Linked DNA regions of Mus musculus: region 2 is linked to region 1. The links are chromatin contacts, called in public HiChIP or PLAC-seq maps. All regions are on one chromosome and are shown on one strand. Each heading gives the region's core, a stretch centred on a gene start, on an enhancer-like site or on the middle of the called end of the contact. The rest is flanking DNA. Distances are from core to core; before and after follow the strand shown. Region 1 overlaps Pakap (paralemmin A kinase anchor protein). Region 2 overlaps Svep1 (sushi, von Willebrand factor type A, EGF and pentraxin domain containing 1).

Region 1 (4,018 bases), core at 449-2,948:
TCCAGTCCTCTACTTCTTACAACAGAAGGCTCTCTGCCATAGAACTGGTGTAAGGATTGTTATGAAATTGGATGCAAAAAGATTGGGAAAACAGGGCCATTCTTTCAAGACAAGACAAAATGGCACCAGTTAGTTGGACCTTTGAACACTCAAGGAAATGGTCAGTAATAACAGTGCCCTCTGTAGGCTGGGAGGTGTCTCTGCAACACTTCCTTACCTAAAGAGAAACAGGATAACATCAAGTTAGTCTTACCTACTCCTTAGAAGTCGGGTTGCAAAGTTCACCTGCATTGGAGTTTAAATGTAACTGCTCCCCTGCTTTTACTTTGTACTCCTTTATTGTGTTTCTTGCAAGGCAGTGATATTTCTTAATGCTCATGTCTTTGTCTTACTGACAGTAAGAATCAGCATCAAAGACTGGCAGCCTGGAGAATTGGTGAAGCGTTGATTGGCTTGCCATCAAAACATGACCCAGTCCAGGGTTTGTTTCAGTTTTAACCAAAGGCTACTCAAATGTAAAAGTGATGATAGTATTTCCAATTTTCCTTTTCATGACCGCCTCATGGGGTACTGAAAACACGGGGCACAGATGTGTACACTTTGTGGATGTTTTATTATGTTCATTTATTTATTTATTTGGGGCGGGGATGGGTACACAGTCAGTTCTCTCCTTCTCCCACTTGGGTCTTGGGGATTGAACTTGGGTCCTTAGGCTTGGCAGCAGGCACCTTTACCTGCGGAAACATTTCTTCAGCAGCTGAACTATTCTTTTCAGAGCAGGGTCCTTTGGTCAGTCAGGTAGAGGATGTCCTCAGGGTGAGGACCATTCTGCAGTCAATATGAACTGTCTATATGTAAAGAGCTAATGTCACACAAGGGAACTAGATATTTTGCTTTCCCTGAAATGCTAATGTCCATCTCCAAGAGCAGATACACCTCTACTTAGTGTCCCCCAACCTCCCCCCAAAATTTGGCACTTTGGTGTATCATGTCAATTATTTTTACCTTGTGCACATGCCAGCGCATGTGTGGTATTGTTTTATAGTTCAGTCCATATAAACTTACTCAAGGGTTAATTTTAGTACACTATCTTAAATAGTTCACATGCCATAAAAGGAACTCAAAATAAATTTAAACGAACATTGGTAATTTCCAGATGACTGTAGTAAATGAAGTCACCTGAGAGCAGATGTTGTGTTAAAAAGAAAAAGGAGGGAAATACAGTAGAAAATATGGTCATAATTATTGCTCTGTCTCTACCATCATCAGACAAAAGAGAGTCAAGACGTCCACTGTCCCCTTGGCATGTGTGTCAGTGTTCCATAATGCCAGCCACCTGCCTAAAACCTAATGGGACACTTCTTGCCTGCTTAGACTTTTAAAAAGTAAAGGCCAAATTCCTCATTTCAAAGATCAGAGTGAGAAATACCAAATAACTTGCTCAAAGCGGCAGGAAGAGCAGAGACAGCTGAGGTCGTAGCACAGCTTAGAGTGATTTCATGTTCTGCCTGCTGAGCCAGGCGCCTGTCAGTCATGCTGGTTCTTTCTTAACAAATAAGTTGAGCTCGTCAGCAGCGCGCTCAGATGCTCCAGCAAGATCTGGACTGCTGAAGCAAATAACAGTAACATCTGTTCAGCCACAGAGCCATCTCGGGCATAAGCACTTTTTTTACCCACAGAATCCAAGTTGATTGACTCCTGCTGTGTTACTTAAATCAAACGGATGGCCAGATGTAAGCTTTCAGAGAGTAGAGGAAGTGGGGATGGGGCAGAAAGCATGCCTGTGGGGCCTCTCTGGGGTCCATGGTTCCAAAGTAAAAAATGTTCACCTTCTTCTGGGTGTCTTCTCCCTGGGGCAAGCTCAGAGAACTCATGAAGAGAGTGTGAACTGCCACCTGGCTGATCACAAGAAAAGGGGAAGCTGAGTGGAAAAGGCAGCACTTCTTACTTGGTTGTCTCTGACCTCTCCCCCCTCCCCTCCCCTCTCTTCCCCTCCCCTCCCCTCCCCTCCCCTCCCCTCTCCTCCCCTCCCCTCTCCTCCCCTCCCCTCCCCTCCCTTCCCCTCTGTCCTTTACTATCTCTAACAAATGAGTCCATTTTCCACCTGAGACCCAGCCTCTCCTATCTTAGTTTACTTTCTGTGGCTATAACAAAATACTCAAGACTGGATACTTTGCAAAGAACAGAAACGTATTTAGTTTACAGTCCGGAAGCTGGAAATTCCATGGCTGCCAGAACTAATGCTGTCATAATATGACAGGAGTCAAAAGGACAAGCAGGTACACCCAGAGAGACAAATGAGATGGCCATCCTCTTCCTGGATAACAGCCCACTCGCTCCCCAACAAATACAGTCCCTGGGGAGCAAGAACGCACTTCTTTGAGAAAAGACTTGATCCACCTTCACCTCCTAACCAATCACATCTTAAAGGCCCTGCCTCCAAATCCACTACAGTGGCCCTCAGCTCTCAGGACCATCATCTAGAGGGTGATCACTTTAAAGAGTTGGAGAATTCTCCCAGGAAGCACCATGCCCTAGAAATCTGTTTTGGGATTTTTTTTCTTCTTGCTTTTGACGTAGCAGAAAGTATAAACTTTTTTTAAAAATCAATAATAATGAGGGCCCTATCCCAACATTCCTGGTTTAATTGGTGTGTGGGGCAGCCTGAATTATTGACTATATATTATATTATGTATTGTGATATTAATTTATTAAGCTTATTAAGGTAAGTCTGCCTGGTATGCCTGGTATCTGGTACTGGAAACAGCACCTAGAAATGTGTGGGCTAGGCAGAAATATTCCAGGTTCAGTCCTTTCTGCTCTCCCAGTAAAGGGAAGGTGTGGGCTTAGGCTTTGGGAATGAAGTCCAAAGCAGAGCATTAGCCGGTCGGGCGCCCTCGGGTGATTGATTTCAGCTCAGCAAGCCTGTTTCTCATCTGTAATATGGAAACAGTACCTGCATTGCCTGACTTCTGTGAAGAGTATTTTATGTAAAGTGTGGTGGCGCATTCATGGGACAACCTTCCAGACGGGAGGAGGGACTGCAGCCTGAGCTTGGACTATCTTCAGTAGTCTGCTGGGGGTGGACCCAAGGACTCTGAAGGGACTGAGGAAGTGGCTGGAGGCCAGGCTATGGATGATCAGATCATTCCTCTGGGAATGAGTGACAACCTGCAAGTTCAAGGGCAGACCTGGGACATACTGAGTAGACCTACAGAGGGTCTTGGTTCGGTTTGGTTTTCCTTTGCAACCATCCATTCCCATATTTTTATCTTCTCTTGAAAAATTAAATCTAACCAGGTGAGACCCACATGTCCAGGGGGCAGGCATTTGTTGAATGCTGGCTGGACTACAGGAGATGTCTCTCAAAACAACAAAAACAATGCAACAACAACCACAGCAATAACAATAACAATATGATTATAAGGAGGAATTTGAGTAGATTACTTGTATATTGTTCATTGCAGTATTCTTCCAAATAGTCAAAAGATGACAAAAAAAAAAAAACAAAACAACCCTCTCTTATTCATCAACAGATAGCATAACAAAGCATGCTATGTCCACACGGTGGAATATTGTCCAGACTGGATGCAGGACAGCCTTAGCCTGGAGATGGGTCCCTCACAGAGATACCGCCACTGTTGCTTGTGAACTTGCAAGAATTTGTGTGGGGAATGCAGCTGTCCGTCCTCAGTTTGCTCGTTCTTAATATATGGTATGATAGCTTCTCTCTTTAGGCTGCCAGGGAGGTTAAATGAGTTTTATTTGAAAAGAACTTAGCATAGTGTCTGTGAATGTTAATATCAATTGCCAAGCCTGACTGAATCTAGAGTTGCCTGAGAAATGGGCCTCTCGGGTCATGTATGTGGGGGATGACAATAACTGATGTGGCAGGAATGATGTTGACTATGGGCAAGACCATTCCCTGAGCAGAGGATTCTTGGTGGTATAAATGGAGGCAGCCACCAGAACATGATCGTGTATTGCCCCCACTGCTTGGCTGTGGATGTCGTAGGAC
Region 2 (4,018 bases), core at 395-2,894, 340 kb after region 1:
TGCAAGAGCAGCAAGTGTTCCAAACTGCTGAGCCATCTCTCCAGCCCTAATTTGTTTTCCGATAAATATACTAGATGAACACCCTACCCCAGAGCTATATTCCTTGACCTTTTTTTTTATGCCTGTTTTGTGACAGGGCCTTGACAGTTGCCCAGGCAGGCCTTGAACTTGTCACCCTCCTGTCTCTGCCTTCTGAGTAGCTGAGATCACAGGTAATGTGTCACCACACCTGGCTGATAATATTTGTGTGCTTAAAAATTCTAAGTCATCTTTTAACTATTTTTTTTTCAGAAAGTGTTAAGAAAACAAAGTAATGAAATATAATAGTATGTTTTTAGGAGCAGTGTTAGTAAAGTTAACTTATTCTAATTTTTTTTTCAAGACAGGGTTTGTATAGCCTTGGCTGTCCTGGAACTCACTTTGTAGACCAGGCTGGCCTTGAACTCAGAAATCCGCCTGCCTTTGCCTCCCAAATTCTGGGATTAAAGGCATGGGCCACCACTGCACGGTCAATTTATTCTAATAGTAGAAAGAATCCCAAGCATATCAGAACAGCACATTCATTTTTGTTAAACAGTTTGCTAGTGTACCTCTAATTTGTAGCCAGGGTCACACTGGTAAACAATGGTGCTTCCAAAGCTGTGCTTATTGCCAACCACGGAGCCATGCGCTGGGCTTTCAGGATGCCCACAAACAACTGGGATACAGGATTCATCAGAAAATGGTGGCTCCCATGTACCGTCGGGCTAAAGAACAGACCACAAAGTCATAGTTAGGATTTAATACATGAGCGTTCTGTTTATATGGCAGACTCATCCCCAAAGTGAGAGTCGAAAGGACCCAGGGTTTCCCCAATCGAGTTGCTTTTTAATCTATCTGTAGGTCTTAAAAACACATGAATCATCAAAAAGCTTTTCTCAGTCAGCACTGAACACTTGTTGATGTCTCAGAAACACAAGCTAAGCACTTTCTCTTATACAGAGCCATGCCATTAGGAAGTCTTTAGTGCAGCATGCTAACTAGAGGATGGACTGAGAGAGCTTTGGTGCAGATACTCCACCTTTTATCCCAGTGAACCCTGATGTTCCATGCTATCCCATATTTTAATTTCAAATTTCAGAGAAAGAGCAGCATTAGGCAGTAGATCTCAACATGAATTTTCTAAAATTTTTGGTGTTATCCACTGTTCCTGCTTATAATCTTTTCTCCAAGGCAGGCCACAGAAGCTTGGATATTTCCCTGTCTGTCTCAGAGTGGTCTATTGAACACATTCTCTGGCACACCTTATTTGGCAGCAGTAAATTGTTAGGTTCCTGGTTTCAGAAGGGGTGCTGACACGAACTAGCAGGAAGTAGAGTTACATAGGAAGGCAAAGGGCACATCTAAACTCTTCAGGAACCAGGAAGAAGCTGCCACCTGCCAGACTTCTCCAATGCATCTCTTCATCTCTGATGTGGAAGCTAGGAGAAGAGGTTCCTCTAGGAAGGCCTGTTATCCGAGTGGTAATTCATGTCTTTAACAAGGTATCAAGTTAGCAACTGTTAACTACATACAGAAATCTATTCATGCCAAGCTAACCACAGATTTGATAGCCAACAGTGCCTGTGTGTATAGACCAGCTGGTGACTGTTGAAAGATCAAAGCTTGCAGAAGTAGTAGGCACTTCCTCCCATTGCTGATGCTGATGTTCACAACAGCTATAGGAGATCTGTGTTATTTTGCACACTTGTTTTCCAATAAGGAAACCTGAAGTACAGACCCCCCTTTCCCCCATCTTTTAGCCCAGGCTATTCTCACATTCCTCAGGTGACACCTGCTTCTCCCATTTGTATTACAGGTGCGCATCACCATCTGCACATTATTAGGTGGGATGGACATCAAACCCAGGGCCTCAGGCATACTGGGCAAGCATTGTATCAACAGAGTCCCATCCCTTCTCCAGCCCTGTTCCCCCCACAGTCTTGCTACATGGCCCAGACAAATCTGGTGATCTTCTTGCCTCTGCCTCCTGAGTGCTATATTTATAGACTGGACCACAACACCTGGTTTAAATGATTTTCTAATGTAAACAAATAATAAACAGTGAAGGCAGAATTTGCCTGCTGTTGTCTCTCTGCTTGTGCAGCTTTGGGCCTTCTGCCTAAGGCCATCACAGCCCACAGCAGGCTCCTCCACACAGACACTCATTCGGGCATGGGTTGCTTTGCCACGGATATCTCATTATAGTATTTTTAAAAAGATTTATTTATTTTATGTATATAAGTTCACTTTATCTGTCTTCAGACACACCAGAAGAGGGCACTGAATTCCATTACAGATAGTGGAGAGCCACTATGTAGTTGCTGGAAATTGAACTCAGGACCTCTGGAAGAGCAGTCAGTGCCCTAAACCTCTGAGCCATCTCTCCAGCCCTGTGTTTTTGCTTTTAACATTTCCCTTAAGGTTAACTCCTTCTTAATCTAACACTGGGAATATTAGGAAAAAATACCCAAGTTCTATTTCTTTTTTTCTCCCTGTTAAACAATTTTATTTTATACATGTGAGTATTTTGCCTGCACGTTTCTCTGTGCATGTGAGCATCCGGTCCCCTGACCTGTAGTTGCAGTTGTAAGCTACCATGTGGGTGCTGGGAACCAAGCCTAGGTCCTCTGGAGGGCCAGCACATGCTCTGAACCACCAGTCCATCCCAGCCCCACCCTTCTATTTCTAGGAAACATCTCTAATCTTTGGATGTAAATGAAAACTGGAGGAATTTGTTCTTTCCAAGAGAGCAAGATGTGAGTTTTGGTCATAGTAACAGATGCCAGAGTTAGGCTTACACGTCTCAGGTCGGACACAGTATCTCACCTGGCATGTTGACCAGTTCACTCCTTCGTGGGTAAACCCTTCTGCACATGACACAGAAACTTGTCTGTTCACCTGGAAGTCATCTCCGTGAAAACGTATGCGTGTCATGTTGGATGGCACAGGGCATTTTTTAGGACTGCAGGTGATTCTTTCAGGGACCCAATGGCCATCTTGCTGGCAGGTGAATGTATCTGTATCCGAATCCATCACATACCCTTCCAGACACCTGCAATGCAAACAAGAAAATGAACACCTACAAATAAGTACCACACTGTAACTGGCCTATGCTCAGATGAACAGAACTGCCACAAGGCTCAGGAGACATTTTATGAGAAACCTGAGAGCCGGCTCAAAGGTCAGATGAATAACATCACTGCACAAAACATTAATAAAGCAACAGCCAGATAAATTCTTAGCTAAGGTTGTTTTAGATGAAATTACTTCCCTTTATCATTTGTCCATTCTGAAATAGTCACTAGTTCAAGAAATTATAGAGAAGTTCAAAATGGACTCAGATACTGATAGGAATATGACATAGTGTTTATGGCTTGTCTACTGTGCAACAAGTACTGTCTGAGGTGCTTGCACAAGGTACTCCTTTTAAACTTGGTCATTAAGCACTGTCATAGCTACAGTAGAGTTAAAGCTTAGGTCAAATTGGCTCTTAAGTCTCCATGTGATTTACAAATTTAAATACTTATGCAGCAACTGGTTCCATACAATAACTATTTTCTGGTGACTCCCCTGTGTGCTTTACAAACATCAACTCATCAAATTCTCATGCCTACCTCATGAGCAGGTGCCATTAGGGCCCTTGTTGCCATTTGGCATTGATGAGGTTGGCACCCTTCTTGAAGCCACATGACTCTGCGTGGGTAGTGTGAGATGTGGAGAAACTGTGTTCTCTAGAGGGAGTCTCTGGTACCCATGTTTCTACCACTCCCATAGGCTGGCTTTCATATCAGACCATTTAGTTAATTCATAGTGATCATTGGAGGACACCTTTTAAATTTCACATATTAACCAGGCTAGGTGGGAGACAGGAGTCTCGTACAATCAGAACAACCTGATCAGCGGAAACCAAGCAAAGATTGGTCATCATCACATGCCAAAGATGAAGCCCCAGGTGAGTCCTGACGAGGAGGTGACATTGTGGCTCTCAGAATGCCTG

Evidence for each region. HiChIP or PLAC-seq counts read pairs in DNA pulled down with a chosen protein or histone mark.
Region 2: a contact with region 1 is called in an H3K27ac HiChIP or PLAC-seq map of large pre-B cells, with 2.4 times the contacts expected there. The contact joins two enhancer-like sites. A contact is called at or near these places in 2 of 39 promoter capture datasets (the HPC-7 cell line and embryonic stem cells), 1 of 484 Hi-C or Micro-C datasets (embryonic stem cells) and 2 of 115 datasets of contacts at active chromatin or transcription factors (embryonic stem cells and large pre-B cells).

What each region holds. Positions count from the first base shown.
Region 1 is chr4:57,719,398-57,723,415 of GRCm38.p6, forward strand. The region is part of intron 6 of Pakap (paralemmin A kinase anchor protein); the gene reads left to right. Among named protein-coding and RNA genes, the nearest start is that of Gm35099, 34 kb to the right of the region's middle. Within about 2 kb of position 1,699, at least 46 of the 459 cell types and tissues checked have an H3K27ac peak or open chromatin away from gene starts, as enhancers often do.
Region 2 is chr4:58,063,582-58,067,599 of GRCm38.p6, forward strand. Svep1 (sushi, von Willebrand factor type A, EGF and pentraxin domain containing 1) reads right to left here. Exons shown (of 48, transcript NM_022814.2): 39 at 2,848-3,073; 40 at 591-746. It overlaps Gm35402 (a long non-coding RNA gene), which reads left to right. Exons shown (of 3, transcript XR_390600.3): 3 at 1,838-2,084. Among named protein-coding and RNA genes, the nearest start is that of Gm35402, 31 kb to the left of the region's middle. Within about 2 kb of position 1,645, at least 19 of the 459 cell types and tissues checked have an H3K27ac peak or open chromatin away from gene starts, as enhancers often do.